2 separate regions of the Mus musculus genome follow, and region 1 is linked to region 2. The links are chromatin contacts, called in public promoter capture Hi-C maps. All regions are on one chromosome and are shown on one strand. The core of a region is the stretch at or near the end of the contact, and the rest is flanking DNA. Distances in the headings are between cores, read along the strand shown. Region 1 overlaps Slc35f3 (solute carrier family 35, member F3). Region 2 holds the start of Slc35f3 (solute carrier family 35, member F3).

Region 1 (5,518 bases), core at 86-2,585, 69 kb after region 2:
ATGGACATAGAAGCCCATCACTAGGGAGGCAGAAGCAGGAGGACCCTTGCGGTTTGCTGGCCCACAGACTGCTCTACTTGGCCAAGCTGTCGAGAGACAAATGATGTTTGAGAAACACCTGAGGCCTAGGGTTATCCTCTGTCTTCTACACCCATGGACATACATATACACACACCTCTTCACACACATGTACCCCGACCCACCCATAGACACACTCACTCAAAAGTCAAGCCTCAGAAAATGTGTGTTCCCTATATGCTCAGCATCGAGTCACCTGTGGGCTGACTGTTCCCCTCCAGAGCCTGTGGACTTATCACATAGTCCACAGTTTATTGCCCCCAAAATGTCCAGCCGTAATTTACACACTCAGTATGACAATCCTGAGCCAGGACTCCAGGGCTGAGGACACAATGTAGCAGTGGCCACCATGAAGCCACACACAAACACTCTTATGCATCATCTTACCTGTGTGGTCCCCCAGTTCAGGAGGTGCCCCCATCCTCATCACCTCAGGGATTTCAAACTCTGCTGGAGTTGTGGTCGTGGCTCACTCCTAGTGTTTTGGCTTCTCCTTTGTCATCTGTTGACCTCCAGAGATTTCTTGTTCCTCTGAGGTTCTTACACATTGATCCTTGGGTGGCTTCCCTAGCAGGCCGTGTTCCTATCTCCAGCGTAACAGAACGGCTGTCCATATTGAGAAATCTAACTCAGCTGCGGTGCAGGCTGGCAATTGTAAAGTCCTAATGCTTCTTGAAAGCAAAGCTGAATGAGAGACGGCTCAGCAGCTAAGAGTACCTTGTGCTCTTGCTGAGGACTGGGGTTTGGAGTTCAGTCCCTAGCACCCATACCAGGAGGCGCACAACTGCTTATAACTCCAACTCCAGGGGATCAGATGCCCTCTTCTGGCTTCCTTAGACAGTGCACATGCATGCTCACACAGACATAACACGGGGATAAAAATAGAAATAAAATAGTCTCAAGTATGGATTCTCAACTGAGAGAGAATGCTGCCTTCCTTTCTTTCCCTCTCCTCTCCTCTCCTCTCCTCTCCTCTCCTCTCCTCTCCTCTCCTCTCCTCTCCTCTCCTCTCCTCTCCTCTCCTCTCCTCTCCCCTCCCCTCCCCTCCCCTCCCCTCCCCTCCCCTCCCCTCCCCTCCCCTCCCCTCCCCTCCCCTCCCCTCCTCTCCTCTCTTTCCCTCTCCTCTCCTTTCCTGTCCATTGCTGCTATCTTTTCACCCTTCTTTGTCTTATCCTCCTCTCCCTCCTTGTCCTTCCTTTCTCCCCGGGGAGCTAAGATCTCCCGGTTTCTAACTGGGTTAGCAAGAGCCTGCCTGTGTTCTTTTTCCATCACTCTCAGGCACTCGGTGGAGAAGATCATAATTAGCAGCAATTCTCTCCATGCTGTAGAACTTTCTTGTGAATTGTTCTCCTGCTTCTAACAAGAATCAGAGCCCAGGATCGCAGGCTGAGAAATGGCTTCAGAAACTGAACGTGGGTCCCCAGCAGTCCTTGCTCGGCAGCTGTCAAACTCAACCTCCCTGCACTGATCCTTGGCTTGCCCTTGCACTGAACAAAGGCATTTCAACCTTCATTCTTTAAAGATCCATTTCATTCTTTAAAGAGCCCTGAACAGTTGCCGAAGGATCCCAGAGACTAGAGACTGATATGGCGAAATGAGTTCTCTGGAGGCATGCGGAGGCGTAACCATGGAGACATTGGATTTTGGAAAGAACTTCCGTCCAGTGTCTTTTTGCAGGAAGCTGATTGAGAACAGGTGTCCTTCTCTGCAAGTGTGTCCTGAAAGGCAGAATGTTCTTACAAATAGGGTTCCAACAAGGAGACAGAGCTGATGACCTTAGGAGACATTGCTCCACGCAGAGCACATCAGAACAGACTTAATGAAGTCCTCACTGATGCTGGAAATCACAAGAGCTTGTGACATCCAAAGGATGGGTATATGAGCAGGGAGGTTCAGAAGGAGGCTGACAGCTGGGGCAAAGGAAGATTCAGCTGTTGGAGTTTGAACAGAGTCCTTAGCCTCCAGATACACGCACCCAGTTTTGCTGGCACTGGCTGGTTCCACATTCACCTTCTGCAAGACAAAATTATGCAAGAGTTTTCCCAAGGCCTGATCAACTGGCTTTCTTAAGTGGCTAGTGACTACTAACCTTATATTTTCCATTCATCAAAGACAGGCACCGTGTATATAACCATTAATCATGGCAATCACCAGCCAGGCCACCAGGAGGAATACTCGCCACCCAGTCAATATAGGTATGGGAGGTTGGCTTTAGCTTCTGGCATCCACAAGGTTATTGAAATTATGGTGCAACACTGTAGGGCTTTATGACAGGAGGAATCTCCATGAGGTTGTCCTTCCACATATCCTATGTAAACTTTTTATGCTTAATTAAAGCTGTACCACCTTGAGATTACTTACAATCTTCATTTTTGTAAGCTTTCCATTTACCGAGGGAAAGAATCATTTTGAAGACGGGATCTAGTGGTATGTACTGTGATATCCTTGCGTTCATACAATCCTCCGAGTATACAGTGCTCAGTTTCCTCTGCGCAGATCACTGGTGGCTGCAGGCTGTTTTGGTCAGCTTCCATGGCTGACAAAATGCCTGGTGTACACATCAAAGTGGGGAGGGGTACCTATCTCACAATTGGGATGGTTTTGCTGGATAGCAGGTAGAGACAGTGGGATTCGGGTTCATCCATTTGTGCATGACAAGGCATTTGGCTACTTTAGGAGGGCCATAGTTATTTCTGCCATTTACCCAAGCTTCATTGAATTTCTACACTTTGATGTTCATAGCACTGGGCAGAAATCACATCCTGCCAACACACTCAGCAGACCTTCATGATACTCTGTTTTAATTAAACAGTCAGTTTCCACTGGTCAGCACAAGTTCTAAGATGGCTGCTAGGTAAGGCACCATGCAGAAAACCATGGCCTGGGGACCAGATCTGGTAGGGGAAGACCAGTGTGGACCCAGACATACCCTGTTGCCCACATAATGGCAGAGAAGAGAGTGGGGTTGTATAGGAAGGGGTGATGCCTTCCCATGCACCCTCTGATCCCCCACCCACCCATGCCTGCCACCAGAGTACACACCCTCCTTTGTAGGAGTCGGGGACGGTGGACTCTGTACGCAGAGAGGAGTGTGACAGGGCAGAAACAGAGGAGGTGGAGGTGGTGAGGGCTTCCTCCTTTCCATCCTCCCCACAGCCTGTTGGCTGCTGTGCCCGCAGTCAGGGCAGGTCCTCTCTTCCCGTGAGTCTGCCCTAGAAGCACCTCACAAACACGTCAATGGGGGAACTTTATCTTCTTGCTGCTTGCGGTCTCTCAAGCTGAGGATCAGAACCAGCCACGGCGGTGGTTTTTTGTCAGAAAAAATATGCCCCACCCCATGCCTGCCTCAGAGCCCAGGCTCCTGCACTCAGCCCAAGTGTAGAAGAGGCTAGGACCAGGGAGAAAAAATAGAATTTGAGCTCATACTAAAATCTCTGTCTCAACCCTGGCTGTCTGCTTCTCGCTCAGACAACTTCTATCTTCTTATCATTTATTATATCTGTCAGCTATTTACAGATAATTTATATGAATATTTATCTATGCATAAATATTTATTATTTCTTCACATACCTTAGTTTGTTTCTAGTTCTGTGATAAAGACCATGACCAACTTGATGCTTTATTTGGCTTACATATCCTGATCACAGTTCATCACGGAGGGGAACCAAGGCAGAACCTAGAGGCAGGAACTGAGGCAGAGGCCGTGGGGGAACGCTCCTTACTGTCTTGCCTCTCCGTGGCTTGCTCAGCCTGCTTTCTTATGCAACACAGGACCACCAGCCCCAGGGACTGCGGTGCCCACAGTAGACTGGGACTTCCAACATCAATCGTTAATCAAGAAAACACCTCCACAGACATGCCTATCGGCCAATTGGATGGAGGCGTTTTCTCAGTTGAGGTCCCTGATGACTCTAGCTTGTATCAAGTTGACAAAACACTAGCCAGCTCAGAATTCATCCATATGATCAGATTGTAAAGAGAATGGCATGGCTATTTATAATCTATATTTACAAATGCTGTATTTACAATTACACGTGCAAATACTCCCCTAACCCCAAGTCTGTTTGGGTTTTTTTTTGTTTTGTTTTGTTTTGTTTTGTTTTGTTTAATAAAACTCTTCGTTTTCAGATGGAAGCTGTGTTGTTGCAGCTCACTTGGGAAAAGATTATGATAATGTCTGCTGTTCTAGATGAGTCCTGTGAATCTCAGGTCCTGCTCTGTGTGTGTGTGTGTGTGTGTGTGTGTGTGTGTGTGTGTGCGCGCGCGCACTGTTCTAGATAATGCCTATGAGCCTCAGGTCTCATTGTGTGTATAATATACAGACACAGTGTGAATACCCATGGGATTTCTGTCAGTTGTAGCAATGGGTGCATCCTTAGGTAGATGGATCACAAGTGGACAGGCTTAAAAGGAAGACAAATGAACAGTGTTCTCTGAGGCCACTGCTCTTGCTGTAGGGCCCCTCAGAAGACCTGTCTTTAACACAATCCCTTCCTGACTTGCAGTTAGACTTGGAGAACAGGAGCCTAGTGTGACTTATTTTACCTTGGCCTTCATAGTGAGATGATCATGTGTTCCCAAGTTCTTATTCACCTTGAACTATAGGATGTGTCTTCATGGATCCCACTCATTAAAGACTTGGAGTGAATTATCCCAGGTTAAGGTTACACCCCAGATCCAATGGTGAGTGTCTGTGTAAGAAGAGAGAAGGGCACAAGGAGATTAAGAAGATCTGTAAGACAATGGTACAAACCAAAGGGTTGCCAGCTCAAGCCAGGGACACTAGGGGCTGTCCACAAAAGCAGAACCTAGAAGGGGTATGGGGCAGATCCCCACCCCCAGCCTCTGGTAGAATCTTCTTTGCAGATACTTAGGTTGCCTCTTGAACCAAGAAAAATAAATGCCTGTTGCCCTAAGCAGAGCAGCTGTGGTTGTTTGTCTTAGCAGCCACAGGAGGGTCATGCTACCCATGATGGCTTGCTGGAATGCTCCTTCTCCACATTGCCACTCAGTCCCTCCCTACATTTGATTCCCAACTTCCCCACATCCACCGCACAGCAATACCATTCAAGTTTTATCCAAACAGAGCCACAGACTTCTGGGAAACTACCGGCTGGTATCATTTCCTGGAAGCCATTCCTGACAGGATTCACACCAAAACAAAGCAAATCAGAAACTGTCTGGAAGCATCCTTGTCTCCTCACAACCCAGGAGAGGGAGACCAACCAACATTCTGATGGGCGACCTGGGCGACTCTGGCTGTGGCTGCCACAGAACTGGGTCAGCTGCACCATGAAGTGACTTCTTGCTTCCTGGACTCCTGGGTTCATGTTCCTCTAAACAAAGAGCTGTCACCGATGATCTGAGGCAACAAACTATAAATTGTCAGTGTATCATTGTTGAATCTTTTGACTCAATTAGTATTTGATTTAGAGAGTTT
Region 2 (5,237 bases), core at 86-2,585:
GACCCAGCCCATGGAATGATGCTGCCCATATCTGAAAACTCCCTCATAGACATGCCCAAAGGTTTGTTTCCATGGTAATTCTAACATCAAATCGACAGACAATCAAGATTGACATCACAGTTATTAATTCCGAAGTTTTTTTGTTTTTTGTTTTGGTCAGCTCTGAGACTTTCCAGATCTGCTTGGCTGTCATCTAGGAAGACAACTTCATTTTTTCTTTCACTTCTTCCTATGTAGCAGCCATCGTCTTCCCTTTCTTGTGTAATTTAATTGTCTAGGACTGCCGGTAAGATGTTGTAGAGGCACAGCAAAGGTAGGAAGCCCTAGGTTGTCTCCCAGCAGGAAAACTGGAGTTTCTTACCTGTTTGCAGCAGGTTTCAGCAAGTTCAGCAAGTTGAGGAAGTGAGTTCTATTCTATTCCCAGTTCTCGGAGGAACAATATATCTTTTCCTAAAGTAATACATAAAGTAGCGCAGGCGGTTTGATCTCTTGGGGGAAATGTATCTCACACTCAGAAAAATGTTGGAATAGAATCTAGCTATAATTCATAGTAACCTTTCGGGACGTGATAAGGCTATTTTTCTTCTCTTATATATCTGCGTATTTTCTGACTTTGCGCTCAGTGCAGAAGAGCAGTATGGAGGGTGATTTGGAGGTCTAGAATGGCTTAGGAACAAGACACAAAAACTGATCGGAAGCTAGGTAGGACGACAGTCTCTGTAGAGGGCACTGAAGCAGTTAGTGCCCTTTTCCTTGAGCTGTGTGAGCTGAGGACTGGGCTTGATCCAGCAAATCAATTGCCACCTATTCTAAATAAGCCACTTAGTGTGCACTGTGAAATGCCAGGTTAGTTTGCTGTTTGCTTTCGTAGTAGCAGCGCTCTTTGGGGTGGCGCGCGCGCGTTTGTGTTTGGGGTGGGTGTTGGGGGGAAAGACCGAGAGACTCACGTGTCGAAACCAGAACGCCAGGACCGTGACAGGTCCCGCGCCCTAAGGTTGCAGAGCTTGCGGAGCCTGGCACACTCCGGGCTGCGAGGATCTGAACGCGCGTCCCCGCCAGGTCCACGCGCGCCGAGGCCGCCACAGCCTCGCGTCCCGGTGGCTCCGGAGCGCACTACCGGGCGCGCTCTCCGGAGCCTGGGCGTCCGTGACCGCGAGTACTAGGGCGCCGGCGGTGGCAGGCAAGGGGCGCGGCGCTGTTCTGCCACCGGCTCCGGGCAGCGGGCGCGGGCGACCTACGGGCGTCCAGACCTTTGTGGCGGCTGCCGGGAGCTCCGGCCGCGGCTCCCCTCGGCTCCAGCCTGGGCGCCCCGGGCCACTCGCTGCCGCCGCCCATGGGGATCCGAGAGTTTCCCGGCGGCGCTTCCAGGACCAAGAGCATTGCTGTGTGAGTAGAGCTGCAGGCGCGGGAGGGCAGCAGGCAGGTAGCCCCCGGGCATCCGCGACCCTGCCTAACCCGCACTGCTGCTCTCCTGGTGGGAGGGAGGGACAGAGGGACGGTCGTGTGTGGCGGAGCTTGGGAAGTTTCAGCAGCATCTCCGGGCCACTCGCCCTAGCTCACGTTGCCAGAGGCGCCCAGAGTAGGGCGCGGGACCCGACGCCGAGGTTCCTGGGAGCAGGGCACATGGCAAGCAACGCGAGGGGAGTAGCCGTGGGTCCTCACCAGTCCTCACTGACATCTCCTCCTCTCTGCCCTTGACTCATCCCGCCTTCCCGCGGCCTCAGTGGCATGAGGAGGTCACCGGACGTCAGCCCGCGGAGACTGTCCGACATCAGTCCTCAGCTCCGGCAGCTCAAGTACTTGGTGGTGGATGAGGCGATCAAGGAGGATCTGAAATGGTCTCGCTCTGTGGAGGATCTCACCAGTGGACCGGTGGGACTCACATCCATCGAGGAGCGGATCCTGCGCATCACAGGCTACTATGGCTACCAGCCCTGGGCGACCAGCTACAAAAGTAAGACCCCCCCTCCCCCGTAATTCCCTTGCCCACTAGTGGTCTCCCTGCCAGAGACACAGCTACCAGGGAAGCGCACAGGGATGGTTCACTGAACCCTCTCTTCTACATGCAGATAGGCAACTTTGATGAAGAGGCCTGGAGGCGTTTCTCAAGTCCTGAAAGCAGAGGTGGAGGTGGGAGGGAGAGAGGGGGAGGGGGCTTTGTGTTACATTTTCTCTGACACCTCCCTGACCTGTGTCCACTTCTGAGTGATTCTGAGGGTAAGCCTGTTGTGTCTATCAGTGAGAGCTGCTTCAGAGAACTGGTCTGTGTGGGTTTCTCATTGGATCCTGGTGCAGTTAGCTCAGGAGAACTCAGCCCTTGGGCCTGGAATTTAATTAATCTCTCAGGAGAAGTGATAAAGATTCATTGGATCTAGCTCCGTCTCTTTGGTTTAGGATTGTATGGGTCCTAAGCGAGAGGATTTTGTTCAGATCTTTCTAGGTATTTGAGTTTCCGGAAGATGAGTTCTTGGGGCCAGGTTGGGGTACCTCAGACTTCACCCTGAGCCTCAGCTGATGACCTTGGCTGCAATGGTGAGGCATGAAGAAACTACCTGTGCAGGCAGGACTGACTTGCTGACATCTATTTTGTTTTCTTTGGAAGGTAGAGATTTGCCAATACAAACTCAAGATATTGTTTGAGATATTACCAGGGTCCCGAGTTATGCCTCTGTAGTTAGACACTGGGAAAAGATTGCAGCTCACTCCTTCGGTGGGTCTGAGAAGGAAGCATGACTCATTCATTTGTAAGAAAGTCTAGACCAACAGCTTGATAATTCTGAAAGATATTTTTTAACCTTTTGTTGCTTGGAATTACAACACAATGTATTGGTTTTCCCTTAAGGGGAAACACTAGACATTTGTTTTATAATTTGATGATATTTACCAGTAAGAGCTTGTCTTTACATGAATTATTCTTAACACCTTCAAGTCCAAGCAGTTGGCTTTGGTCTTGTGTTGCTATTTGTAATAAAGGGCATGGTATTTGAGTGTTTGATTTCAATGGCCCGATTTGAGATTAAAGGTCTGTGGTGATTGTATGTAACCTAGTACAAAGCTTTCTGATATGCCCATATCCCCCCTGAACACCCCGCATCTTTGATTCTGCCACACGGTTTGACTTTTCATTGCAAAAGGAAGCTGTCTGTCACTGAAAGCCACTGAGCAAAGGGTAGCAAGAATCGGAACCTTTCAGAACCTAGCTTTCCTGAGGGTGTGGAGGGGATCCCCCAGATTTCCTGCTTTGCAAACTTCAGTTAGAAAATAAATATTCTGTGATCTGTGTCTCAGTTCTCTGCATTTATAATGAAGACGACGCTGTAAATTACAGGCTTCGGGAAGTCATCTCTCGGCTCCGAAGTCAGGATAAGGTTTATTTTTATGATTCCCTTCGTGGCTGGCTCTGTGCTCTTGTGCTGAGGCTTGTGATTTGTGGGGGAGCTGGTGAGCAGCTTTTGGGCAAGGAGACTCTATTATAAAGACTCCAACATACTTTGTAGTAAGACCTAGGAAGGGCCACATGGAACACAAGTCACTTGTGACACCAGCAATATTATAAACACCATCTTTCAGAGGCTTCTCTGAAGGAATAACTAGGAGAAACCAAGGCTCCAGTGTTTGCTGCCCTGTGAACAAAATCCTCACTCCATTTATCCTCTCCTTGTGAGGATTCTTTCTTCTTCCAAGGTATTTCCTCGCTACTAAAATGCTTTAGGTGACAAGTGACATTCTGATGAATTAATTGGCTTTAAGTTTAAATTTAGAGGCTCTGATGTTTTATTCATGCAGCAGGAGAGGGGTTAGGCCAGAGCGCTGATGTTTGCCATTTCTACCCAGATCCAAAAATAATAACAGAGGTATATCCATCTGGGCCACCAGGCCATTGCTTAGTTTGTTGCCTAATTCATGAACTCAACCAACTAGACGAGACAGTGATTACAAGGTAAAGTGTGTGTGTGTGTGTGTGTGTGTGTGTGTGTGTGTGTGCATGCATGTGTGTGTATGTGCGTGTGTGTGTGTGTGTGTGTATATACCTGTGTGCACAGGCCAGAGGGCAACCTTGAGTGTCATTCTTCAAGTCACACAAACCTGGAATTTGCTGAGTCGTCTGGGCCGACTAGCCAGCAAGTCTCCGCCAAGCCCCTGTTTCCACCTCTCCAGTGCTGGGATTTCAGACAGGTGACATCACACCCTGCTTTTTTATGCAGGTTCTGGGGATTGGACTCAGGCTTCAGTGCTTCCAAGAGAAACACTTCACCAGAGGAGCTCCAGAACTCTGGATGCCGAGCTTTCCTTTAACCCTAAACCGTTGGATCTTGGCACTGTTGATGTTTTTCTAGGTCGTTCTTTGTTGTGTGGGGTCTGCGCAGCATTGAGCAGTATCCCTGGCCTCTGCTCATTGGATGGCAGTAGATTGCCACTCCTCCCCCAGTTGACAACCAGAACATTTTTAGGCACCGCCAGATGTCCTCTGCAGGGCGAGCCTTTGGTTCTGAAGTACTTAGTTACTCAAGCCCTAAGGTTTGCACACCAAGCAGGCCATGATCAAGGAGTACCTATGCCTTCTGAGTTCCCTTCTCCTCCCCTGTCCTCTAGGACCATCCTTTGGGGTTTTGTGTTGGGTCACATCATAATAATCAGTCTTCTAAAGTCTCCATGGAGCAGATGCTCCTGCTGTACTCATGATTCATCTACTTGCCCTAAGTTGATGATAGTTTGTAGCGAGTACTTCGCCTCTTAACAACATCCTTGCCTCCCTTCCTCAGGCCAGAGCTGAGGAAGATGAGGAACTGGCACGCCTTCACCCAGTTCACTTTGCTTCCTTCCCTGAGGTAGACATGGATTGGGAGAGAGTTTAGATAGGAAGAAGGGACCCACAGGTTGGAAGTCCCCATGTGTATGTGGACAGACGGCTTGCAGCACAGCATGGTTGCAAACCAGTGGCCTCTCTGCCCAGGGAAACAGCACATCTTGAGATATTTCCTGGTGCTTCTTCACTTAGTAGGTACTTTGGGGAGACTCGTCCCATGACAGAACACAGAGCCAGGCAGTGGGAGATGGAGCTCCAGCGTGGGTGGCCCTTTATCCAAAGCAGCAACGACATGGCCTGCCTTACAGCAGCTACAGTCAGGCCAGTGCAGGCCAGTGCAGGAGGAGCTAAGAGCTAGCACTTACTCTGAGCAGGAACGTTCCACTTTGTCATGGGTTCCCCTAATGGCTTCTGAATGGCTTGTGCACTC

What was found. Promoter capture Hi-C pulls out the DNA fragments that hold promoters and counts their contacts.
Region 1: a promoter capture Hi-C map of hippocampal neurons shows a contact between it and region 2, with 2.0 times the contacts expected there. The contact joins the enhancer-like site here to the promoter of Slc35f3 in region 2. A contact is called at or near these places in 1 of 39 promoter capture datasets (hippocampal neurons), 4 of 484 Hi-C or Micro-C datasets (cerebral cortex, cortical neurons, forebrain and 1 more), 4 of 115 datasets of contacts at active chromatin or transcription factors (T-cell acute lymphoblastic leukemia, embryonic stem cells and intestinal villus epithelium) and 2 of 9 other capture datasets (adipose tissue and liver).

The regions. Positions count from the first base shown.
Region 1 is chr8:126,206,921-126,212,438 of GRCm38.p6, forward strand. The region is part of intron 2 of Slc35f3 (solute carrier family 35, member F3); the gene reads left to right. Among named protein-coding and RNA genes, the nearest start is that of Slc35f3, 71 kb to the left of the region's middle. Within about 2 kb of position 1,336, at least 7 of the 459 cell types and tissues checked have an H3K27ac peak or open chromatin away from gene starts, as enhancers often do. A contact at or near this core is called in hippocampal neurons, where this site is marked.
Region 2 is chr8:126,137,790-126,143,026 of GRCm38.p6, forward strand. Slc35f3 (solute carrier family 35, member F3) reads left to right here and starts at 1,336. Exons shown (of 8, transcript NM_001363500.1): 1 at 1,336-1,386; 2 at 1,725-1,954. The coding sequence starts at 1,729.